5 separate regions of the Sus scrofa genome follow, and all the other regions are linked to region 2. A link is a contact called in public Hi-C and HiChIP or PLAC-seq data. All regions are on one chromosome and are shown on one strand. The core of a region is the stretch at or near the end of the contact, and the rest is flanking DNA. Distances in the headings are between cores, read along the strand shown. Region 1 has its middle 130 kb from the start of TLE6. Region 2 overlaps GNG7 (guanine nucleotide-binding protein G(I)/G(S)/G(O) subunit gamma-7). Region 3 overlaps DOT1L (histone-lysine N-methyltransferase, H3 lysine-79 specific). Region 4 has its middle 12 kb from the start of DOT1L. Region 5 has its middle 13 kb from the start of OAZ1.

The links. Hi-C and Micro-C count contacts between places; a contact is called where the count stands out from the background. HiChIP or PLAC-seq counts read pairs in DNA pulled down with a chosen protein or histone mark.
Region 1: a Hi-C map of retroperitoneal adipose tissue shows a contact between it and region 2, with 2.0 times the contacts expected there. The contact joins two enhancer-like sites. A contact is called at or near these places in 1 of 5 promoter capture datasets (liver), 23 of 47 Hi-C or Micro-C datasets (adipose tissue, alveolar macrophages, blood and 15 more) and 2 of 2 datasets of contacts at active chromatin or transcription factors (alveolar macrophages and skeletal muscle).
Region 3: an H3K27ac HiChIP or PLAC-seq map of skeletal muscle shows a contact between it and region 2, with 5 times the contacts expected there. The contact joins two enhancer-like sites. A contact is called at or near these places in 6 of 47 Hi-C or Micro-C datasets (embryonic fibroblasts, heart right ventricle, liver and 2 more) and 1 of 2 datasets of contacts at active chromatin or transcription factors (skeletal muscle).
Region 4: an H3K27ac HiChIP or PLAC-seq map of alveolar macrophages shows a contact between it and region 2. The contact joins two enhancer-like sites. A contact is called at or near these places in 2 of 47 Hi-C or Micro-C datasets (embryonic fibroblasts and skeletal muscle) and 1 of 2 datasets of contacts at active chromatin or transcription factors (alveolar macrophages).
Region 5: an H3K27ac HiChIP or PLAC-seq map of alveolar macrophages shows a contact between it and region 2. The contact joins two enhancer-like sites. A contact is called at or near these places in 5 of 47 Hi-C or Micro-C datasets (embryonic fibroblasts, heart right ventricle, omental adipose tissue and 1 more) and 2 of 2 datasets of contacts at active chromatin or transcription factors (alveolar macrophages and skeletal muscle).

The regions. Positions count from the first base shown.
Region 1 is chr2:75,683,555-75,686,254 of Sscrofa11.1, reverse strand. No RefSeq gene overlaps it. Among named protein-coding and RNA genes, the nearest start is that of TLE6, 130 kb to the right of the region's middle. Within about 2 kb of position 1,279, at least 39 of the 83 cell types and tissues checked have an H3K27ac peak or open chromatin away from gene starts, as enhancers often do. A contact at or near this core is called in adipose tissue, omental adipose tissue and retroperitoneal adipose tissue, where this site is marked.
Region 2 is chr2:75,984,514-75,987,213 of Sscrofa11.1, reverse strand. The region is part of intron 2 of GNG7 (guanine nucleotide-binding protein G(I)/G(S)/G(O) subunit gamma-7); the gene reads right to left. Among named protein-coding and RNA genes, the nearest start is that of GNG7, 56 kb to the right of the region's middle. Within about 2 kb of position 1,398, at least 29 of the 83 cell types and tissues checked have an H3K27ac peak or open chromatin away from gene starts, as enhancers often do. A contact at or near this core is called in adipose tissue, alveolar macrophages, liver and 3 more, where this site is marked.
Region 3 is chr2:76,387,917-76,390,616 of Sscrofa11.1, reverse strand. It overlaps DOT1L (histone-lysine N-methyltransferase, H3 lysine-79 specific), which reads right to left. Exons shown (of 29, transcript XM_021084186.1): 19 at 2,252-2,377; 20 at 770-1,254; 21 at 476-611; 22 at 1-109. Among named protein-coding and RNA genes, the nearest start is that of SF3A2, 16 kb to the left of the region's middle. Within about 2 kb of position 1,251, at least 5 of the 83 cell types and tissues checked have an H3K27ac peak or open chromatin away from gene starts, as enhancers often do. A contact at or near this core is called in liver and skeletal muscle, where this site is marked.
Region 4 is chr2:76,325,950-76,328,649 of Sscrofa11.1, reverse strand. No RefSeq gene overlaps it. Among named protein-coding and RNA genes, the nearest start is that of DOT1L, 12 kb to the left of the region's middle. Within about 2 kb of position 1,404, at least 7 of the 83 cell types and tissues checked have an H3K27ac peak or open chromatin away from gene starts, as enhancers often do. A contact at or near this core is called in alveolar macrophages, where this site is marked.
Region 5 is chr2:76,308,522-76,311,221 of Sscrofa11.1, reverse strand. No RefSeq gene overlaps it. Among named protein-coding and RNA genes, the nearest start is that of OAZ1, 13 kb to the right of the region's middle. Within about 2 kb of position 1,336, at least 15 of the 83 cell types and tissues checked have an H3K27ac peak or open chromatin away from gene starts, as enhancers often do. A contact at or near this core is called in alveolar macrophages, where this site is marked.

The DNA of each region.
Region 1 (2,700 bases), core at 30-2,529, 300 kb after region 2:
GCCCTCTTGTGACGATGATTTTCCTCCATTGAAAGCCTTCTTTGTGCATTGTGGATACAATGACTTTGTCAGAATCTGTTACACAAATATTTTCTCCTTGTTGTGGCTTGCCTGCTTGTTTTCTCACAGTGCAAAATATTCAAATATTCAAAATTTTAAGGACAAACTAGGTCATTTCTTTGTGTATCTTTTCCACATTTTCTATCCTGAGAAATCTTTGCCTATCCCAAGATCACAAAGATTTTTCTCCAGTGTTCTTCTAGATGTTTTAGAGCTTTAGCTATTATAAAAACTTATTGTGTCTGAACAGTCATGTCCTTAAAAGGGAGACCTGTAAGAATTTTTGATTTTCCCTAATTTTTGAGCCTGTTAATTGAATGCATAGTCAACCAGACACACCACATCCTGGCCATCTTCCAATGTATATGTGAAATTCTCCAACTGCCAGAGATGACAGCTTGCAGCCCAGAGTTGCCCCAGCTTCACCTCAATCACCCCGGCACCCTCCACTTCCAGGAGTATCCTGCCTAGGACTTGGAAGAGGACTGGGGTTGTGTCCCCAGAAAGGGGCAAGGGGGCAATTAGGCAACATAGAGGCTTCCCTGAGTGTGATGGGAACCAAACATTTGTACAGGGTCTGGGGGAGGCAGCAGGAGGGACAGATGCTCATAGTGCTCACCTGTCCACATTTGAGATATAATATTTAATACATTTACTCTTTATTAACATGGTTAATTTTTTTTTTTTTGTCCCTCCCCATCGGAATCTAAGGATGAGGGCAAGGATTTTTGTGTTAATTTACTGTTGTCTTCCCTTGTCCAGAAAATAGAGTTTGGAATATAGCTATGCTTAATTAGCATTTTTTTTTCAGGATTCCACATGCATTTTTCCTTCAGGAATATCCAATACAAAAAACAAAATAGGCACCAAAGCGAAAACGTGAGCTAGGGCGCCATCCAGTGGCTACTATGGGATAGCACGACGCAGTTATTAGAAAAGCAGTACGTAAACAAATGAATAAAATATGACACATTTCTGGAAAAATAAGGTGTGTTCCAAGAAGCAACATTCCAATAATAGGAATGTCTTTTTATAGGGGTGTAAATAAAGAAAAGTTTTCAGAGAAATGAGCATTTATTGCTTATGTAACAAACATTGCTTATTAGACACCCGGGTGCTCAGGGGTTGCCCAGGAGGCCACGCCCTCAGCCACACCTCTGGGTGTGCTTTCTACCCTAGACACGCCCGTGTGGGGATGTGGGCGGGCCCTCATTGACCACGCCCACAAGCACATTCCCGCTTCCGGAAAGCCTAAGGGGGCAGGGCACCACACTAGAACCAATAACGTCCCAATGACCGGGGAAATAGTATTTATCTGCTCTATGATTGGAGAAGCTGACCTGCCTATCCTCGAGCTTCCACCAACACCAAACGTAGGTCTGCCCCCTTTTTATTGCTCCCAGCTGCCCCGGGGCCGGAAGCGGAAGTGCGATCAAGAACGCTACTGCAGAGTTGGCTGCTTTCATGGGACTACACGCTACTCCTTTTGGTGTCCACAGCAGGGTCAGGCCTTGCGACTGCTTGGCGGCCAAGGCTGGGCGAGGAGCAAGCCGCGCCAGGAGTGGGTCAGAGGGCGGGGTACAGTTCAAAGGGCAGGGGTCGGGGTTATTTAAAGGGTTACTTCCAAAGTCCAGTCTAGGACGAATGGAACTGAGCCTCAGGGGTCTTGTTTGGCGGCGCAGGACCATCTGACCCCCTACACCTTAGGACCCGCGGCGGCCTCACTTTAGGATTTGGGGGAAGGGTGGATATGAGTGAGATGTGGATGGAGGCTGGTTTCCCTGGGCGCAGAGCAAAGCTGAGCCACGTGCAAAGGGGTCAACCAGGGCAACGTGAAACTGAATCCTTTTTCTTGGAAAACAAAAATTCATGTGGATTGTTGTGTCCAGAAACACCTGTGTAAATGCTTCGTGATATCCTACTGTGGCCACTGGATGGCGCCCTAGCTCATTGTGGAAATGGGGACAGATTCTTAGCATCCAAGAGAATCAGACTCCAAGTGGGAGAGGAACGTTGTCTTCTTACAAACAGGTTTTCCCGTCCCACTTTCTGAGATTTTCTGGAAGGAGTCCCTGTAGACTGGCTCCTGTGCTCTTTTAACAAGTCCCCATCTTTTTTGTTTGTTTGTTTTTAGGGCTGCATGTGTGGCATATGGAAATTTCCAAGCTAGTGGTCCAGTCAGAGTTCAAGCTGCCGGCCTGTGCCACAGCCACAGCAGCGCCAGATCAGAGCCACGTCTGCGACCTATGTACCACCAGCTGGTAGCAACAGGGTATCCTTAACCCACTGAGAGAGGCCAGGGATCAAAACCTGCATCTTCATGGATACTAGTCTGGTTTGTAACCTGCTGAGCCACAGCGGGAACTCCAAGCTCCTCATCATTTTGTGAACATTGCCTGACTTTCTGGCATAACTGGATGCTTCAGGACCTTCTTGTCTGGATACTGGCCCAGCCTCTGATCATCTTTGTCATAGACAGATTTCAGAGCCCAGTCAGGCATGTGTAGCTTAGTACATGGGGTGTGGGATTTTGGGGACTCCTAGGAGAATGAGTGTCTTTTAGAAAAGACTTCTTATCAGGCGTTGTCAGTGCAGTGGCCTGAGTTGCTGCTGTGGATTGTGTTCCATCCCTGACCCTGG
Region 2 (2,700 bases), core at 149-2,648:
GGTCCCTCACTCAGGCCCAGGTTTCCATGGATACCAGGGAGGCTGGACGACCCCTGACACCTTCAGGAAGAAGGAAGGCAGAGACCAGAGGGGAGGGTCAGGGGCTCAGGCAGGAGAATTTCAAAGACAACAGGGTGATGTGACATGCTTCCTGTCCATCCAGAACCCTCACTGTGCCTCCTGGGGACACGGACGGCAGAACTGATAACCTCACCTCCTCTTGCAGCAGCCTTGGGCAGCAGGGCAGTCATCACCCCAATTTACTGAAGGGAAAGAGGGTGGGAGCAGATGCCTGCCTGAAGGGGGTCTCAGAGTGGGAGGTGCTGAGGTGGTGCTGCTTCCCGCAGGCCTGGCGCCAGTGGCCACCCCACCCTCAAACATTGTGGAAACAGCCCTGAAGCCTGCTGGGCCTTTCCCCATCACTGCTGGGGGTGATTGGGGCACCTCACCTTCTCTGTGGCTCAGTTTCCTAATGCAGAAAACCAGGAAATCAACTGATTGCTGCCATGGGTGGGATGGAACCCTCTATGGCTCCCTACTGCCCTCAGGATAAGATAGTCTCTGCCCAAGGCCTCCTTGCTCCCTCTGCTTCACCTTGCACCCTTGCCCACTGTCCTGGAAGCAGCTTCTGCTCCCAAGCACACACCCTCCCACCCCAGTCAGCTCCATGGCACCACCAACCTCAACTCAGACGTCACTTCCTCCAAGAAGGCCTCCCTGAAGCCTTGGGGGAGCACCTGCTGTTGCTCTCAGGCAGTGCTGTCACTATCAGCTCACTCAACCAGGGTCTCAGCTGGAGTGATTCTACTCCTCTCCCACCCCCCCACCCCCGAGCAGTTGGGGACACCTGTGGTTGTCATTAGTGGGAGGCTCCTGGCATTGAATGGGTGGGAGCAGGGATGCTGCTCCACCCCCCACGGTGCCTGGCCCCGTCCAGAAAATGACTGCTCCCTCCTACCCGGCCATCAGTGCCGAGGGGGCCAGCCGGCCCTGCCCCTCAGCATGGGGACAAGGGAGACTTGGTTGACGGTTCACCAAGGGGCCCGTGTGGGTGTGGCCCCATCCCCAGTCCCCAGCTGCCTCTCTTCCCACCTTCTCCGCATGCCTGTCCTCACTGGCAGCCCTGGCTCCCTGGTCAAGGACACCCACAGCTCGCAGCCCAGCTCTCCCTGCCTTCCAGCCGCTTGGCTTTGTGAGCCCAGCACCCAGGGGCCCTGGCTCCAAGCTCGCCTGTCATCAGGCAGAGCTCTCGAATCAGCTGGGACGTTAGTCAGGGAGCCAGGGACAGCATGTCCCATTCCAGGGGACTCACGAGCTGACCTCGGCCCTGGCCGCTGACTCAGCGAGGGAGCCCAGTGTGATCATCACTGCTTTCGGGGCGTGGTGAGTGCGCTCCCTGCAGGCCCCTATGTGTCATGAGTCCTGCTCACAGGCTCGCCTCTCCGCTGGGGAGGTCAGGTGAGGATTCCTCCCCAGCTCATTCCTTCCTTCTTTTGCTCACTTGCTAAACATCCGGCCGGCGGTTGGGCAAGATCCTTGACCTGAAGGAGCTTACGGTCCAGCCTGGGTAACAGATGCAGCTAATTAGAATGTCACAGAACAGTTACCGCGTGGCCCTGGGCCAGTTCCTCAGCCTCTCTCAGCTCCTAGTTTCTCTGTGAGACGGAGCTGGTGATCTCTAATTGGCAGGGTTGAGGTGAGTTTCAGAACGAGCACACCTGAAGGCAACCGGGTAGGTGTGTCAGTCAGCTACTGGTGTGTGACAAGATGCCACAAACGTAGGGTCAAAAACAACATCCTTGATCATCTCCTGGTTTCTGTGTTAGGAAAGAGGGTGTGGCTTAACTGGGTCCTCAAATCGGGGTCTCAAAAGCCTGAAATCGAGGGACTGGCTAGGTTGAGTTCTCCGCTGGGAACTCAGGGTCGCCTCCCAAGCTCATCTGTGTGGTTGGCAGAATCCACCTCCCCGCAGTGGTAGGACTTTTCCTGCTGGTTGTTGGGTGAGAGTAGCTCTCAGCTCCGAGGCTGCATGGCCTCATCCAGCTCATGATGTGGCTGTTTGCTTTCTTCAAGGCCAGTAGGAGAGTGTCTGCCACTACTCTGGTCTTTCTCCCTCTCGCTCTCTCTCTCTCTTTTTAATCTTTTTAGGTCTGCACTCACGACACATGGAGGCTTCCAGGCTAGGGGTCGAATTGGAGCTGTAGCTGCTGGCCTACACCATAGCTCACAGCAACGCCAGATCCTTAACCCACAGAGCGAGGCCAGGGATCGAACCTGCGTCCTCATGGATGCCAGTCAGATTCATTTCTGCTGAGCCACCATGGGAACTCCCCTCTCACTCTCTTTATTGTGATAAAAGGCATCTTGCCATCTTAAATATTTCTAAGTGCACAGCTCAGTGGCATTAGGCACATTCACAATGTCATGTGACCATCCCCACCATCATCTCCAGGACTTTCTCATCTTCCCGAATGGAAACTCTGTCCCCATGAAACACTGACTTGCCAGCCCCTCCCCCAGCCCCTGCCCCACCATCCACTTCCTGTGTCTATGGATCTGACGCCTCTAGACACGCTTCTGATCTCTTGGAAGGGCCCATCCCACCCAGATGGCCCCCCTTGTGATGAACTCTAAGGTCAACTGATTAAGGGTCTTCGTGACACCCGCCAAGTCCCTTTGGCCATATCACACCAGCCTAAC
Region 3 (2,700 bases), core at 2-2,501, 400 kb before region 2:
GAGGGATGCTGACAGGCAGCTTGCTGGGCTGCACGGTGCTGAGCGGGATGCTGACAGGCAGGCTGGTGATGGCCTCCCCACTGCTGGCGTAGGCGCGCTCCCTCACACCCTGCGGACACACCGCCAGACCGCCTGCTTCTGGGCCCAGGAAGCCCAGGCCACCAGCACCCCCCAAGGAACACGGAAGCCCTCCAACCACAGGGCTAGGGCCCTTGGCATTGCTCCCGCTCCTGCCCTTCCAGGGCCCCACTGGTCACCCCAATGTCCATCCACTCATTGGGCCCTCAGGCCTTTACCTTCCCCATACACCCATACTCGCCCTCTCCCGTCTGCTCCCCTAGCCTCGTTCCATGGTCACCACACCTGCCCTCATCCACTGGCTCTCTGCTGGCCAGGCCTGGCCTCTAGCCCAATGACGTCTCCACCAGCCCAGCCTGGCCCTGCAGGGTGCTGTGTGGGAGAAGAGAGGCCTTACCTTCTCGCTGCCCTTCTCTCCCGTCATCTGTAAGCCTGTGGGGGACGAGGGCCGAGGATCTTGGGGGCTCAGCTTGATGCCGTTGGTGATGCCGGGGCTGTGGTATGGGAGGCCATTCTCCTTGGTGGGCTCCACTCTGCAACAAGACCGTCTTTGCTCATTTTCTGGGGAGCCCCACAGCCATGGCTTTGCATTCAGAGATGGTGGCCCAGGCCCAACAAATCTCTGAATCTCGTCCCTCTCAAAAGACCCCCACAGGGCCCAAGGGCACCAGTCCAGCTGGGCCAAACTCACCGTGGGTGCAGATCGCTGGTGGCTGCCTTGTTGCCAGCCACGTGATCCTGGCTCAGGTGACGCCTCAGCACCAGCTTGGCAGGGGAGAGCCTAGTGTAGTCAGGCAGGGCCAGGCCAGACAACTTCTCGAGCCTTGGCCGGCCGCCATGGCTGGGGGTGCAGGGCACGACCTCCTGGTCCAGGGGGGAGGTCAGGTACTGGGGAGTGTTCTGCTTGGGCGAGGGTCGGCTGAGCGCGCTGCAGAGCTCGTAGCTGGCCGCATGGCCATTCATGGAGAGTTCCGGGCTTGTGCTGCTGAAGTGGGGCAGGGAGAACTTGGCACAGTCCAGCTCCAGGCGCAGCCGGCCAGGCTCAGCCTCTGGCTCCCGGGCCAGGCCACCCCTCCCCCGCAGGTGCGCAGACAGGGTGTCATCGGGTGGCACACAGGACTTGAGCTGCAGGAGCTCCTGCTGCCGCTGGCTCTTCTCCAGCTCCACGATGCTGATCTGTGAAGAGGCACACATGTCAGGGAGGCCGGCAGGGACAGCCCTGGGACAGCGAGAGGCTGGAGCAGGCTGGCGCCTGACGAAGCCCAGCAGTGTGTTCTAATGCGCTGAGTGTCCAGGTGGGTGTGAGAAAGCGAAGCACCGGGCACAGTGTCTGCTATGGTGGCTGGCGGCTGTGAGTAGGAGAGATCGGGACGCTATGTGGCAGGAGGTGTTTTTTTGTTTTTGGCAACACCTGTGGCATGTGGAAATTCCCGGGCTAGGGACTGAACCTGCACCACAGCAGCAACCCAACCCAATCTGCTGTAGTGACAACGCACCAGAGAGGAACTCCTCTTTAGCTTTTCCCTACAACAAACTGGCTCCTCTTGATTATACACAAGGAGATTGCTCCCGTGGGCACAGCCCGAGAGAGGACCTACTGTGGGGAAAGGGCAGCAAAGCTCTCCTGCGACACACAGGGCTGGGACCCTCAGGAAGCAGCTGGGCAGGAACCGTGACAGGACCTCCCCCTGCTCCCACACCTGCTTCGGGAGGGCAGTCTAAGGAAATGTCCCCATGAGGAGGCTCCGGGGCACAGAAATTCACCATGGTACAATCTCGCAGTGATAAATCCTCTGAAAGAACCCTGAGGGTCCAGCGACAGGGAGAGCTCACGTGAACCGTCAGAGCTCAGTGGGGAGACACGGAACAAGACACAAGGCCTCGGCCCGCACACGGGCTCCCGAGAACCAGAGCCAAGGCCGTGTCTTGCTGTGCTCTCTGGTCAAGTTACGCAGGCGCTGAGGCAGCAGGATGAAGGGAACCTACACAGTGTGCTTTGTCCCTCCCGCACTTCTCCTCACTAACCTGAGACACAAGCACAGGCCTCCCATCTAGGTGCCCTGACTGCCCACCCAGGAGCTGATGAGGACAGAAGTCCAGGAGGAGGCGGCTCCAGGGCGCCAGCGTTCCCCAGGGCAGCTGGAGCCCAGAGACCCCTTGACAAGCCTCCTACCTGCAACTCCAGGCAGTGCCTCTGCTTCTCCGAGATCTGGCTCTTCAGGGCCTGCTTCTCTTTCAGCAGGTTCTCTAGGGACAGTGTGGACCAGTCCAACTTCAGTTCCTCGCAGCGAGCCTTGAGCTGCGGGGACAGGGCATCACGGCCATGAGCCCCAGCCAGACCGGCCCCCACCCCAAGGCTGTGCAGCCGTAGGGAGATGGGAGGAGCCTGCACTGACTGCCTGCCTTCCCGGCAGAGAGGTCTGCTTCCTGCTCATTGGGCTCTGGGGGGAGGTGGGCGGGCATCTGGGCAGGTGTCCCTGAGGGCCTGTGTGCTTGAAGCATAGGGCCTGCTCTGGAAGGCCGGGCTGAGGGGCAGCCCAGGGCAGACAGTTCCCCAGCAGGGAGCAAGGGAAGGGCACCAAAGGGTGGGACGGGATGCCCGTGACAAGCCAGCCTCCTGCA
Region 4 (2,700 bases), core at 155-2,654, 340 kb before region 2:
GCTGGATGCTTAACCCACTGGGGGGGGGGGCAGGGATCGAACCAGCAACCTCACGGTTCCTAGTCGGATTCGTTTCTGCTGCACCACGACGGGAACTCCAAAAGGAAAATTTTTAAAAATAAAATCAAGGTGTCAGCAGGGCTGAATTCCTTTCTAAAGGGTTAGGAAGGAGCCATTCCCTTCCCCTTTTCAGCTTCTGGGGGTTGCCTACATTCCTTGGCCTGTGGCCATTTTCTGCACCTTCAAGGCCAGCAGCACTGGGCTGAATCCTTGGCATGCTGCCATCTCTCTGACCTTTCCTCATTTTTATTTATTTATTTATTTATTTATTTATTTATTTTTGTCTTTTTAGGGCCACACCCACAGCAGGTGGAGGTTCCCAGGCTAGGGGCTGAATCAGAGCTACAGCAGTTGGCTTACGTCAGAGCCACAGCAATGCCAGATCTGAGCCGTGTCTTCGACCTATACCACAGCTCACGGCAATGCCAGATCCTTAACCCACTGGGCGAGGCCAGGGATTGAACCTGCAACCTCATGGTTTCTTGTCGGATTAGTTTCCTCTGTGCTGCAATGGGAACTCCCCTTCTAAACTCCTCACTTCTAAAGCCTCGTGAGGAGTTCCCTGGTGGCCTAGCAGTTAAGGATCCGGTGTTGTCACTGCTGTAGCTCAAGTCACTGCTGTGGCTGGTGTTCCATCCCGGGCCTGGGAACTTCTGCGTGCTGCAGGTACAGCCAAATAAATAAATAAATAGGAGTTCCCGTCGTGGCACAGTGGTTAACGAATCCGACTAGGAACCATGAGGTCGCGGGTTCGGTTCCTGCCCTTGCTTAGTGGGTTAACGATCCGGCGTTGCCGTGAGCTGTGGTGTAGGTTGCAGACTCGGCTCGGATCCCGCGTTGCAGTGGCTCTGGCGTAGGCCAGTGGCTACAGCTCCGATTCAACCCCTAGTCTGGGAACCTCCATATGCCGCGGAAGCGGCCCGAGAGATAGCAACAACAACAACAAAAAGACAAAAGACAAAAAAAATAAATAAATAAATAAATAAATAAATAGCCTTGTGATTCCCTTGAGTCTACCAAAGGGATAATCCAGTATAAACTCCTCGTTTAGGGTAAAATCCCCAATTGGTCTCCCAATTAGGTTAGCTAAATCACAACTGCAATTCCATCTATAACCTGAATTCCCTTTTAGGCTAACACGTCCACAGATTTCGAGGACTGGGATGTGGAGGAGGGACATACACCTGCCTTCCATACTTTATAAACATCCCATTTTGCAGATTAGAAAATGGAGACTTTCTGGGTTTGGTGACTCACTTGAGTCACAAGGGATTGTCAGTGGTTGCACTGGGTTGGTCAAAGTCCAAGCTATTCACCAGGGCTGTGATGGGCAGGGCCCCAAACACTTGTGGGTAGGAGGAAGGCTGAATGTGGGGTTAGGAAAAGAGGAAACTGGGTCTCTCATGAAATACAGGAGGTGGAGTTTTGTTTTGTTTTGTTTTGCCACACCCTCGTAGCAGAAGTTCCTGGCCCAGAGATGGAAATCTCCGCCACAGCAGTGACAATGCCGGATTCTTCACCGTTAGGCCACCAGGGAACTCTTAAGGGAAGTTATTTTAGAGCCCTCCACACCCCACATAAAGCCCCTGGGGTCTGAAGTTGCACTTCCTCTACCCCTTAGTCTGGGCTGCTGCGTTCTCCCCACCTCACCAGGATCTGGCCTCCTGTGTCTTTCTGGGCAGCTCAGCGCTCTCCGTGGTCCTGAAATGCCTCCCCACCTTGTCTCTTGGCCAGAGGTATGGGTCTCTGAGGTTCTAGCTCCTGCTTCATCTTGCTAACTATATCCGAGGCCTCCTTATTTCTAGGCCCTTACTTGCTCTCAAGATGGGGGTCATCCTTGAATTCTAGGGCAGCCCAAGAACTTGGATCTTTCCCAAAACTGATAGGGATAGAGTAGGATAGTTACACAGATAGTTGGAGAAATCCCAGTAGGGGACCGTAAATAGAGAGGGAAACCTAGGGAACTTTGAGAGACCACTGTAAGTTTATAATCGCTCAAGAAAGCTATTGCAATGCTGTGGAATGAAGCAGGCTCACTTAACTATAAAACCATAAATAAGAGCACCATGACAGCCCTAATTTGACCTCATAGGGTCAAGTAATCTCTTATCTGATACGAATGAGGAGCTAGTGATGTAAACCTGATGTCTATTCAAAGAATGAAGGAGGCAACTTCCCACACACCTCTCCACTTTCCTTGGGTTATTAAAATGTAGCCCACCTGATCCTTGGGGAAGAGCTTTCTCGCCTGCCCACCAGTATCCCTCACAAGCATCCTATGTTTTTTTTTTTTTTTTTTTTAAAGGGCCACCAGTTCTGCATATGGAAGTTCCCAGGCTAGGGGTCAAACCAGAGCTACAGCTGCTGGCCTATGCCACAGCCACAACAACGCTAGGTCCAAGTTTCGTTTGCAACCTATGCCAGAGCTCTCGGAAATGCCAGATCCTTAACCCACTGAGCTGGACCAGGGATCAAACCCGCCTCCTCATGGATACTAGTCAGGTTCATTTCTGCTGAGCCGCGATAGGAACTCCTCAAGCATCCTATCTTAATAAACCTATTTCTTGCCTGTCACTTTTTCTCTTTCTGAATTCCTTCTGTGCTGAGACACAAAGAACCTGAGCCTCAATAAGTCCAGAT
Region 5 (2,700 bases), core at 87-2,586, 320 kb before region 2:
CTGCTTTCTTTTTTTTATACCAGCTTTATGAGATATAATTTACATACTTTACTATTCACCCATAAAAAGTATATGGTTAGTAGTATTGAAATATATAAAGACAACCCACAAGGGTTACATATCGATGGATTACATTTTTTTTTTTTTTTGTCTTTTTGCCTTTTCTTGGGCTGCTCCCACGGCATATGGAGGTTCTCAGGCTAGGGGTCTAATCGGAGCTGTAGCTGCCGGCCTATGCCAGAGCCACAGCAACTCGGGATCCAAGCTGCTTCTGTGACCTACACCACAGCTCACGGCAATGCCAGATCCTTAACCCACTGAGCAAGGCCAGGGATTGAACCCGCAACCTCATGGTTCCTAGTTGGATTCCTTAACCATTGAGCCATGATGGCAACTCCGATTACATTTTTTTCTTGGCTGTGCCCACAGCACGCAGAAGTTCCCAGGCCGGGGATCGAACCCATGATATGGCAGTGACAAAGCTGGATCCTTAACCCGCTGAGCCACCAGGTAACTCTGGATGGATTTGATTTAGTAATGTTGAACGAATAGCCCTTGTGAGCTTATTTAGAATCTTAAAATAACACTTCACCTGGTAATTACTAAAATATACATTGGTCATTACCAAAATGGTGTACAAAGTGACCGAAAATAATTTAACCCCCTTCTACAGGAGGTGCCTGTACAAACCTCAGCTGACAAAGAAGCTATCCTGAACTGGCTGAGCTAAAAGTCACAGTATTGGAGTTTCCTTGTACAGCAGCTTAAGGATCCAGCCTTGTCACTGCTGTGGCAATTTCTCTTTTCCTTCCTTCCTTCCTTCCTTCCTTCCTTCCTTCCTTCCTTCCTTCCTTCTTTCTTCCTTGACCAAGTGGCAACATGCGGAAGCTCTAGGGCCAGGAATTGAGCCTCACAGCAGTGACCTGAGCCACAGCAGTGATAACACTGGGTCCTTAACCTTCTGAGCTACCAGGGGACTCCCACCCTGCAATTTCAAGATTCAGACTCTGGCCTCAGAACGTGTGAGAAGGAATTCCTGTTGATTTAAGCCCCCTAGTTTGCAGTCACCTGTTACAGCAGCTGCAGGAAACACATACACCCTGAATCTTCATCCCGCCCCATGTGGTGGTACCGAGAGACACAGCTCAGAAGGGGCTCAACCTTCAAAGGGACATTCTAAGACCTGCAACCACGTGTTTGCAGCTAGAAATTGTAGGCCACTTTGGGACCCCAGAGGAGAAGAGGGAAGTGGATTTTTTCGGTGACTTATCACCAGTAAAAACCCTGAACACACAAGTCCCCCCTGGAGGCACCAGGAGGCCTGACAAACAAATGGCAGCTTCCTGCTCTCTCCCAGCCGCACTCAAAAACAACTCTCCCGCCCTTCCCTGTGACGCAGGAGAAACAGGCACATTTAGAAATGTAGACAAGCTCAAAGAGGACAGTTTTCAAAACACCCACCAGCTCCCATCCAAAAACAGATGCTGTTTAATATTTGAGGGTTCTTTGCTTGGATGTTTTTGTAACCTTGTATTTCAATAGTATTTACATATTTATTTTTACAGGACTGGAATCATTAGTGAACGTCTGAACATCTTGTTTTGTAACCTGCATTTTTTTTCTCTTAAGGGTGTATTATGGTTTGGCAGTTGCTCAAAAAGCTAAACATGGAATCACCACATGACAGAACTCCTATGAATGCATCCAAAGGAGATGAAAGTGGGTACAAGAATAGATATTTGTCAGAGTTCCCATCGTGGCGCAGCAGAAGCAAATCTGACTAGAAACCGTGAGGTTTTGGGTTTGATTCCTGGCCTCGCTCAGTGGGTTAAGGATCCGGCGTGGCCATGAGCTGTGGTGTAGGTCGCAGATGTGGTTCGGATCCCTCGTTGCTGTGGCTCTGGCGTAGGCTGGTGGTAACAGCTCCGATTAGACCCCTAGCCTGGGAACCTCCATATGCTACGGGTGCAGCCCTAAAAAGACCAAACAAACAAACAAACAAACAAACAAAAAGAATAGATATTTGTACACACACATACAAAGCAGCGTGACTCACAAAAGCCAAAGGGTGCAAACAACCCAAATATCCTCTGAAGGGATTAACACACGTGACTGTCCGCATGTGGGAGCATCACTCATCCTGCAAAGGAGAAGCACCAACACTCCTACCACGTGGATGGACCTGGCGACCACGAGGCTCAGTGAGAGAAGCAGACACAGAAGGACACACAGTGTGGGACTCCATGGATGGGAAAAGTCCAGAACAGATGCACATCCACAGACAGAGGTGGGTTCCTGGTTGTTAAGGGCTGCCAATGGGAGGGTCAACAAACAGTTATTGTTTAATGGAAAGGCAATTCTGTTTGTGATAGGACAAAATTCTGGAAATAGTGATGACTACACAACAATCATCATGATAAAGCCAAAAAAAAAAAAAAGCGTGTTTTCTTTTCTACTCAAGGTTCTATAATAACCTATATGGGAAAAGAATCTGAAAAAGAATGAATATATGTATATGTATAACTGAATAGCTTTACTGTACTCCTGAAACTAACAACACTGTAAAGCCAACTATATTCCAATTAAAAAAATTTTTTCTTTTGTCTGCCTCCGAGCCATATGAAAGTTCCTGGGCCAGGGATTGAACCCACGCCTCAGCAGCAGTGCCTTGATCCACTGCAGAGACAACCCAGATCCTTA